2 separate regions of the Mus musculus genome follow, and region 1 is linked to region 2. A link is a contact called in public HiChIP or PLAC-seq data. All regions are on one chromosome and are shown on one strand. The core of a region is the stretch at or near the end of the contact, and the rest is flanking DNA. Distances in the headings are between cores, read along the strand shown.

Region 1 (4,915 bases), core at 1,549-4,048, 270 kb after region 2:
TTTTGTTTTTGTTTTTTTTTTAAATACTATTTTATCTTACTTTACGCCTATGGGTGTTTGTTTGTGTGGAACTCTGTGCATCATAGGCATGATTGGTGCCAGAAGAGGGTGTCACATCCCCTGGACTGTTACAGTAGTTGTGAGCCACCATGTGGGTGCTGGGAGTTAAACCAGGGTCTTCTGGAAGAGTGACCAGTGCTTTTGACTGCTGAACCATCTCTCCAGGTCCGATACATATTACTCTTAACTTACGCTTTCCTCAGATTCCTTCTTGGCAAAATAATCCTTTATCAGATAATGCTTTATGGTTTTGGGATGTGGTAAAATGATTCTTGTATTTTCTCAAGATAGTTGCAGTATGCTCTTGTTCTCTGTTAGATCTCCAAAGCTAGATAGATTTAAATAGGTAGCTTCCTCATCTACTGTTCCAGTTACTGTCTCTTAAGGCCCAAACCAGGTAATTTCCCATTAGAAATTCTAGTAGTAGTGAATCTTTTCACTGGTTACTGGAAACCCAACCCTTCTAGAGAAGTCAGAGTATACTCACCTCAGACTTTCTGTTGTTACAGTTCATGTCACAGTGTGAATTTAGAAGACATGAACAGTTTCCCTTGTAGTCACTTACTGTCACCCCCTCCCCCTGCTCCTTGTATAATGCAGTGTTGTGCAGTGCAGGAAGGTTTTAGGAAGCCTTGCTTCTTGCAGCAGAAGAAAAAGAGAGCTCAGAGGAGACTCAGTGAGACCCTCTAAAAGCTGTCAACTGTCAACGAGACAGTGTTGATCAATGCTGTATACCTGAATGCAAAGTTTCTACTAATGGTATTGAAACAGATAGTAGTAATTTTAGTGTATTTTTAAAATGTGTTTACTATATATTTGTATAATATATCCAAATATTATTACTTCTGCATTTAAGCTAAGAAAACTTATTGAGGTAGTGTTATTTTAATATTAATCTTTGAGTTCCTGTGCATATTTTATCCTTTACACAGTAGTGTCACTTCCTTGCTTCCCTCCCTTCCTTCTCTTTTTCCTCCCTCTTTGGCATGTAGCTTAGATTGGCCTTGAGTCCCCTGGGTAACAAAAGCCGGTTTCAGACGCTTCATTCTTCATCCTTTTGCCCTGTTGGGGCCGTAGACAGTTGCACCGTCCCAGGGGCCCAGAGGTGAGTCTGGTCAGGTTGTAATAGCAGGTGCTCGCTATCTACTGGCCCCTCCACTAGACAGTGCTTATGCTCCAGATAAGCAACTCTCTCTTTTATGTAACATTACATGACTCCCTAAGAAACCACCTTTGAGTAAATGTTTGATTATCTTGTAGGTTAGGGTGGTAGCTCAGAAGGTTTCTGTGGTTAATTTTGTGAAGGTAAATATACTGTAATACATGTTTATTATACAGATGATGACATTATTGAAGAGGTGGTGGGGTCTGGGAAGAAACTTGCTTCCTCAGTCAAGAGTTAACTAGTGGTAAACTTGGGCTGAGTTTTCTTCTTTTAAGTGTTTCACTTTAAATCAAAGAGAAATGAATTCCTTTTTGATCTTACTCTACATATTAAGACATTTATTGTTAGCATCTGTTTTACTGCTAGATCTTTAAAGTTTTGTATTTTTTTCTCAGGGTTGTACTCACTACAGGTCTGCTTGTGGTATTCTCACAATAGTCTGAATGTTTCCTGAATAGAATTAGAAATCTGTTTTAATTTACTAAAATTAAAACAGTCTTATAGCTCAAGGTGGCCTGGAATTTACTATGTAGGTGAAGATGGTCTTCGACTCCTTATCCTTGTGTCTTTAAGGAGTGCTGCCCTAACTGCTTAAGGGAAGCTATCTCCTGTCTCACCCATACTTTTCAGGCACAGAAAAAGAGGTAAAGTAGAATAAATGGGAAAATGGAAGCCAAGAGTTCTCTTTTACTTTGTTTATAGAATCAGAAGACCATGTGAGGGTCTGTTGTGCCCTCCCAGGTGTTCCTGTCCTGTCTCTCAGCGTAACCTTGTCTGTCCTGGAACTACAGTGTATGCCAGGCTACTGTGGAACTCAGAGATCTACTTGCCTCCCTCCTGAGTGCAGGGATTAAAGGTGTGCACCACCATTCGTAGCTTTACCTGGCATAGTGCGTCTGTTTAAATGAAGGAAAGAGGACTTGTTTTTTCACTGCTGTGACAGAATACTCAAGAAAACCAAGGAAGACAAGATTTATTTTGGCTCATCATTTAAGAATGGATACAAGTTTGTCATGGTGTAGAAGGCATGGCAGCAGGAACTTGGGGTGTCTGGTTGTGCCATGTAACCTAGAGGGCTTTGCATTTTATTGAGCAGGGGGTCCTGCATATCTGGGCCTGTCTGGCTGCTTCATAGGGTAGCAGGCACACTGTTGCTGACTACTGCCACCTTTGCAGAGCTGTAGAAGGGTTGTGTTAACTCACTGAGTGTGTCCTAGTTTCCTTCTACCTCTTGCACTGTTAGGATGATGTTCCACATTGTAAGTAATTTCTGCCTCAGAAAGCAGCTCCAGCAGTCACTAAAGGAGGACTCCCAGTTGCTATGAGAACCTTAGGCAACGACTATGTAACAGAATGTCTCACCCTAAAAAACTAAAAAAGAAGATTTATTACTTATTTGTGTGCCTGTGAATGCCAGGAGAGGGTATCCAGTCTCCTGGAACTGGAATGGTTGTGAGCCACCTGATGTGAGTGTTGGGATTTGAACTCAGGTCCTGTGGAAGAGCACAAGGGCTCTCAACAGCGGAGCTATCTTCTCAGCCTCAGCAGTTCTTTTGATGCCACTTTTCCTTCTGCTACCCAGGAAGCAGTGATTGCTCAAGTTCACCTCAAACTGTGTAAAACGCATTACCTGTTTATTGTCTCTGTGCGTGTGTTTTCTCTGGGCCAGAGTCTAACTCCGAACCACTCACGAGTCACATTTATTTGCTGCTGTATTAGCAACTTCCTATTGCTGTGATAAAACACCACAGCAACTGACTGAAAAGTGTTTGTTTGGGCTCAGAGTTCCAGAGCATAGGGTTTCCTTCACAGTCATGGTGGGGCAGCATGGCAGCAGGCAGGCGTGGCTGCTGCAGTTGGAGCTTTTATAACTTGGGCCACAAGCATGAGACAGAAAGTGGCCTGAGGATGGTGTGAGTTTTTTAAGCCCCAGAATCCCGCCCCCAGAGACATAACTTCTTTTAACAAAGCCACAACTCACTTCCCCAAACAGTACCAGCAACTGGGACCAGGTATCTAAAAAGCTGAGAATATGGGGGACATTTCATTCGAATCACCAGTGTCCTTAATTTTCTTCAGTCTGAAACATTTCTAAAATTCTTGCCTTTTATTATTACTTTGGAAAAGTACTGGTTGTGTTGAATACCTCCAGTTTTTGTTTAATGTTTTGGTGACAATTGTTGGGTAAGAGTACTACAGAAATGCTGTTGTGACTCTTACTGGATGGCACACAGTGTCAGTATGCCCATTCATCTGGTGAGACCAGCACTGGTAAGCTGATGTTAGGCTTTGTACCAGTTGCATGCTAACCTTGCAATTAAGTGTCCTATGGGGAAGGTATCTTGTGATTATGTTAATTACCTTATTTTCATCATGCTTTTAGTTTCTAATTTCAAATTCTGGTGATAATTTGTATCTGAATGAATATTATTACTTTGGTGTTTGGCCAGTGTTATTTTCTGTTTCTTTTCTTTCTTCTGTAAGGAAGAGCTATCTCCTCTGAGGTATGTACTTTAAGTGTATCAAAATAGACTCATGAATATTTTCTCTATCCTGTAGACTCAGATTTTATTCTCTGGATTTCATCTATTTCTTTCTCTTCCTTTGGTGCTTTGGTCATCTGAGGTTTGGTCCTCAGGACTCTCTCAATCTTTCATCTTGTCTCAATCACTTTTTGAGGACAGATTATAGCAGCAGCATCAGTTGTCCCAGGCTTATCTTGTCCCTTTTTTTCTTCCCTAGCCTTCAATTTGGCCATCTCACCAAGGAGTTATTTGTTTATTTTTACTGTGGGTTGAGTTTTTTCCATTTTTTTCTCCATTAGCATCTTTAAAAACGTTTGTGTTAGAATGACTTTGGATGGCACAGACATATGACCCTGCTGTAGGAATACTAGTGCATAGCCAGTGGTTGTCTTGTGATAGACTTTGTCTCCCAGCAGGTTCACTCATTTAGTCATGGATGAGTTTTACACCTTAACATTGCTCACATGTTACTCCATGGAAACAACTGATATTTTTCTTTGGTTTTGTTCTGTGTTTGGTAATAACAATTTAAAAAGCTCTTCTAAAAGTTTCCTTCTAATATCACATAGTATAGAAATGTTTATAGCTCTTTATTTATCTTTATTTATTTATTTATTTATTTATGATGTTATGATAGTTTCAGTTTTTCAATAAAGTTTAAACTGCTTCTACGTTCTTCTAGTTCACTTCCATGTCAGAGATGGCTTACTCTCTAGAATACATTTGTCTGTCTGTCTGTCTGTCTGTCTGTCTGTCTGCTTGCCTGCCTGCCTTTGTGTGTGGTTTGGGATGGTGTGAGCTATATTTATATGATGCATGCACATGAGTATGCAGGTGTATATGCCTGTGCACGGGTATGTGGAAGTTGGAGGAAGTCTTTGAGTGCCTCCCTTTTTGGCTCTTTGCGGTATTATGTTGACCCAAGGTCTCTCCGTAAGCCAAAAGTTTGGCATTCCAGCTAGGCTGACTGGCTAGTAAGCTCCTGCTTCCTCCTTCCAGTGGTCTAGCTGAGGTCCTCATGTTTGCACAGCAAGTGTTCTTTCTGTGAGCCGGCTCCCAAGTCCTGCAGTGCATTTTACATCAGGCTTCACAGTGCCTACAGTAGATTTCATTTTTCGTCCTGCTGCTTTGGTTTTTAAAGCAATGTTTGTTCTCAATTTATTTC
Region 2 (4,708 bases), core at 2,092-4,591:
AACAGATGTGACTGCTTGCTGTGTGAGTGACACACAACTCTCAGATTCCACCTGATAAAAGCTTAGTGAGCTACTCCTGCTTCTAATGTATCCAGCAATACATGGGGAATGTCACTAGATAAAAGAGCTCAGGTAAGCACAAAAGTTCCAAAAAGTACTCTCAATCGAATCAGGGAAGCAAACAGAATTGCCAGACATCATGCTAGGCACTAAAGTACAAGAAATGGGCTTCTGCTCTCAAAATAGACTACAAAGAACATTGTTATTGTTAACAAAAAGAATCAAACACCACATTAAGAAAATAATACAGTCCTGGAGAGACAGCTCAGCAGTTAAGAGCACCGACTGCTCTTCCAGAGGTCCTGAGTTCAACTTCCGGCAACCACAGGGTGGCTCACAACCATCTGTAATGGGATCTGATGCCTTCTTCTGGTGTGTCTAAAGACAGCTAGTGTACTCATACATAAAATAAATAAATCTTTAAAAAAGAAGGAGGATGAGGAGGGGAAGAGGAGGAGGGGGAGAAGGAGGGGGAGGGGGAAGGGGAGGGGAAGGAGGAGGAGGAGGGGGAGGAGGGGGGAGGGAGAGGATGGGAGGGGAAGGAGGAGGGGGAGGGGAGGGAGAGGAGGGGAGGGGAAGGAGGAGGGGGAGGGGGAGGAGGGGAGGGGAGGAGGAGGAGGAGGAGGAAGAGGATACAAAATGGCTGAGTGAGATTTAGCCCAAGAGCACAGGATTGGTTCAATTAGAAAAATGTATTAATATATACCATCCTCATAAATTTAACAGGGTAAACATAGTCTTTTCCAAGTATACCGAGATGGAGTATAGATGGCAAAATTAAACACTCATTCAAAATTAAATACTCAAAGAAATAGAAATATAACTGAAAGCATCTTAGTACAAGCATGTGTTGTATCTTATTTAATAAAGAAATAACAGGCATTTCCACTAAGATTGAGAATAAGGCAAAAATTTCAGCCATCTCCACTATTATTCAACATTATACTAGAAGTCTTGACCATTCCAAACAGTTAAGAGAAATTAGAGTAATAATAAAGAACTTTATCTCTATTTGCAAACAATAGGCAGTATATGTCCCCCTAAAAAAATCGATGATAAAAGGAATTCAAAACAAAATCAGCCTGAATATGTAACAACAATCAGTAGGCCAAATGACAGAAAAAAAATCCCATTTGTAATAACAAGACTAAATAGTAATAAAATAAGCAATGTGTAAATGCACACTGTAGCATTCTTTACGACCATAAAACACTGGAAATCATCTATGTCTATACATACAAAAGTGACTAAACTACATCTAAACCAGGCAAGTTCAACTTTTGACACTGTGAAGTGTTGCCATTCACAAGCTTCATGCTCAAGAACCTTATAGCTAAGTTTAGAAAAAAAGTGTCATGATGTCCTAAGTTTACAGTTTTGTGCTGAGCCACATTTATAGCTACCCGTGGCCCATGTAGCTCACAAGCCATAGGTTGGACATGTCTGAAACCTTGAAACTGCTCACTGAAAAAAAAGTCTGACAAGCTCATTTTGCTACCTCTATCTAAGAAGGAACATAAGAAACTGGGCAGGAAGCATAACTCGGAAACAAGGTAGATGGTTCCTCTACAGGGGCAGTGAGAAAATGGTGGCATGAGGAGTTGGGAGGATGGTGAGGTACTGACACCTCTAGCTACAGTTTTAAAACTAACTCTGACTCTTAGAGTCATAATAATGCTCACATACCCTTGAAAATAATTTTAATGAAAACTATAACTAACAGGGTGAGTAGAAACTGAAAAACAGAAATACTAAGAAGTCAATCTGTGTAGTAGACAGATAACTAAGCAAGCAGAGAAGAAAAGAAAATCAAATGGAGTGGACAGATGGTCACGAAGCAAATGTGTACCCCACACGTGGGAGAAGCAGGAGGGGCAGCACTTCAAGATCAGACTCAGCTGTGCACAGCAGGAGGCTACCTAAAGGTTAAATGAAAATCTGTGTAAAAGGAAAAAAGGAATACAAGAAAATATAGATATTGGGAACTTCATTTCAAACTGTCACAGGGAAGTTATAAGAGAGGAAAATGCTAACACAAACCCTGTGAGGTTGACCTGGAATCAAACTTTTAATATGTCTGCATATACGGGCGTTAGGTTCTCTCTGTACTGAGGAGTCTAGAAAGACTAAGTATACTTGCGCCCTAAGTCTTGGTCTCTAAACAGCATTCTCCAATGAAAAGAATAAAGATTCGGGGACAAACATTTCACTCTAAGGATGAGTCAAGAAAAACAGAAGAGACTACAATATCATCTAGTCAGAAAAATAAGGAAAATTTCCAAAAAGAATGGGAACACATCCAAAGAAAACAGGTGTGAGCTGAAGGAGCCACTAGTTGCTAAAGTTGGCTTAAATTGAGTAACAGCAACAAAACAGCATTTAAGGAAACAGACTAACAGGAGCCAGCCCTTAACAACATTCGCAAATAAATAAGTAAATGGGGAAAAGACCCTCGGAACTGAAAATACGAACGGAAGCAGATGGTGAGATGGCACAATGGGTTTAAAGCCTTGCTGTGCAAACCTGAGGTCCAACCCCAGCACCCACATAAAAAGCTGGGCATGGTCATGTTGCGTTGGGGAGGCAAGGATTGCTGAAGCGTCCTGGCCTCCAGGCCAGCTTCAAGCTCAATAAGTAGGAATCAGTCGCAAAGGGATGAAGTGGAGAGTGGGTGAGCAGAGCTCTGAAAGCCTCCTCTGGGGGTTCTGAGAATGCACAGCAAGCTGGCACCCAACTGTGCTCATACACCATCCATCCAATGATACAACTGGCGGGCGGAGGCACCAGTTCCTCAAGTCTGAGGCCAGTTTTGGCTACATCTTGAGTTTCTGGGATACACAGTGAGACTTTTATCTTCAAAGGGGGTCGCAGATTGAGAAAGAGAACGGGAAACAGGATCATCAGGTTAACACCACAAACATTGCAGACCACACCCACTTGATAGATGCTAAAATTAGAAGGCCAATTTTTGAGAAAAAATGGATCAAGGTTGGTTTTCCAGATTTTCCCACAATATACTTACCAACTAAAAGAAAAAAAAAAAAACAGTAACTTCAGAGTGGAAAAATTCAGCATTCAAACTCAAAGAGACCAAGGAACTATGACAAATGAGATATATTGTTTTCGTGGTATTCTTGCTAAAAATGTGTGGGCCTGAACTAATCATGAAAGCAAAATAAACACAAATGAAGAGACCGTCTGGGGTGACGTGACTATGAAGAGCCTCCAGAGGCTCATAGATTTGAATGTCTAGTCATCAGGGAGCTGCACTATTGGAGAAGACTTGGGAGGTGTGGCCTTGTTGGAGGAAGTGTTTCACTGGGTTTGGGTTTCAAAGGCCCATGCCAGACCCAGTATGCATGCACACACATGAGCATGTGTGCGCCTGAGCATGTTCTCTCCCCCCACAGAACTCCGAGCTACCTCTCCAGCACCCTATCCACCTGAGTGCTGCCATGCCCCCCGCCCCCGTGATGATAATGACCTCCCTGTGAAGCTGAAGCAAGGCCACAATTAATGCTTTCTTTTATTTATAGATGGATGAATAGATGCCTTTGTCACAGTGTCTCTTCATAGCAATAGAACAGTCACTAAGGCACAGTCTATAAACTATCTGATTATACTTGTCAAAAAGTATAATTTTCATGACAAACAAAGGAAATTTACAGAGTAGAAAAGACTATGGAAGCTGGACATAGTGGCACACACCATTAATCACAGCATTCGGGAGGCAGAGGTAGGGACATCTCAGTGAGTTTGAGACCAGCCTGATCTACTAAGTGAGTTTCAGGACAGTTAGAGCTATATATTGAGACCCTACCTCAAAAAGGAAAGGAAAGGGGAAAGGGGAAAGGGGAAAGGAAGAGGAGAAAAGTATGGAACCGGAACTAAATTCAGTGCAGGTTCCTTCCTAGACAGGATCCTATAATTGAAAAATAGTAGTTAAAAATTTAGGCTAATTTCAACAAGGGTAGCTTATCAATAATGTTATACTAATGTTGATTATTTGCTCTTGATAATTACAGTTATGTAAGACATTAGCAATAAGGGGAACAGGGTGAGCAATATAAGAAATTCATTTTACAACTGTTAAAGAACCTAAAATTAGAACAAGGGCTTTAAATAATAAGCATTTCTAAGCAGAAGTGGAGAAGTTGCCTTGAGCTAGAAGGGGAAATTTCTTCCGCTGAGATCGGACTGGAAAGAAAAGGCCTACAGATGGAAAGTGAAAGACAGCTCAGGCCCTCATTTCTCTTATCTTCTCTCTGGTGAGAAGGGAGTAACTGTCTCCAAGATCAAACAGTAGCAATTAGGAAACTATGAGACAACTAAATAAATGATCAAGGCAGACAGAGGCTACAACATATCTGAGAATTGCAGAGATATTAAATCCATGCAATTTTACCTGTCCCATTCTATTCCATGCTTATTTTTTAAAGTTATGTTTATCCGTAACTTAGATGACTAATACACATATGTGGGCATGAGACCTAAAAAGCCATGTTCGTGGGGATGGAGAGATGGCTCAGCTGTTAAGAGCACACACTGCTCTTGTAGAGGACCTAAGTTTGGTTTCCAGCACCCATTTCAGGTCGCTCACAACCACCTGTAACCCTGTTCCAGAGGAACTTAGCACCTCTGACCTCTG

What was found. HiChIP or PLAC-seq counts read pairs in DNA pulled down with a chosen protein or histone mark.
Region 1: a contact with region 2 is called in an H3K4me3 HiChIP or PLAC-seq map of bone marrow-derived macrophages, with 3 times the contacts expected there. The contact joins two enhancer-like sites. A contact is called at or near these places in 2 of 484 Hi-C or Micro-C datasets (pre-B cells and regulatory T cells), 13 of 115 datasets of contacts at active chromatin or transcription factors (the 230-238 cell line, bone marrow-derived macrophages, effector CD8 T cells and 7 more) and 3 of 9 other capture datasets (adipose tissue, liver and macrophages).

The regions. Positions count from the first base shown.
Region 1 is chr3:84,835,018-84,839,932 of GRCm38.p6, forward strand. The region is part of intron 1 of Fbxw7 (F-box and WD-40 domain protein 7); the gene reads left to right. Among named protein-coding and RNA genes, the nearest start is that of Fbxw7, 22 kb to the left of the region's middle. Within about 2 kb of position 2,799, at least 11 of the 459 cell types and tissues checked have an H3K27ac peak or open chromatin away from gene starts, as enhancers often do. A contact at or near this core is called in bone marrow-derived macrophages, where this site is marked.
Region 2 is chr3:84,566,385-84,571,092 of GRCm38.p6, forward strand. All of the region lies in intron 1 of Arfip1 (ADP-ribosylation factor interacting protein 1), which reads right to left. Among named protein-coding and RNA genes, the nearest start is that of Gm35410, 14 kb to the right of the region's middle. Within about 2 kb of position 3,342, at least 29 of the 459 cell types and tissues checked have an H3K27ac peak or open chromatin away from gene starts, as enhancers often do. A contact at or near this core is called in bone marrow-derived macrophages, where this site is marked.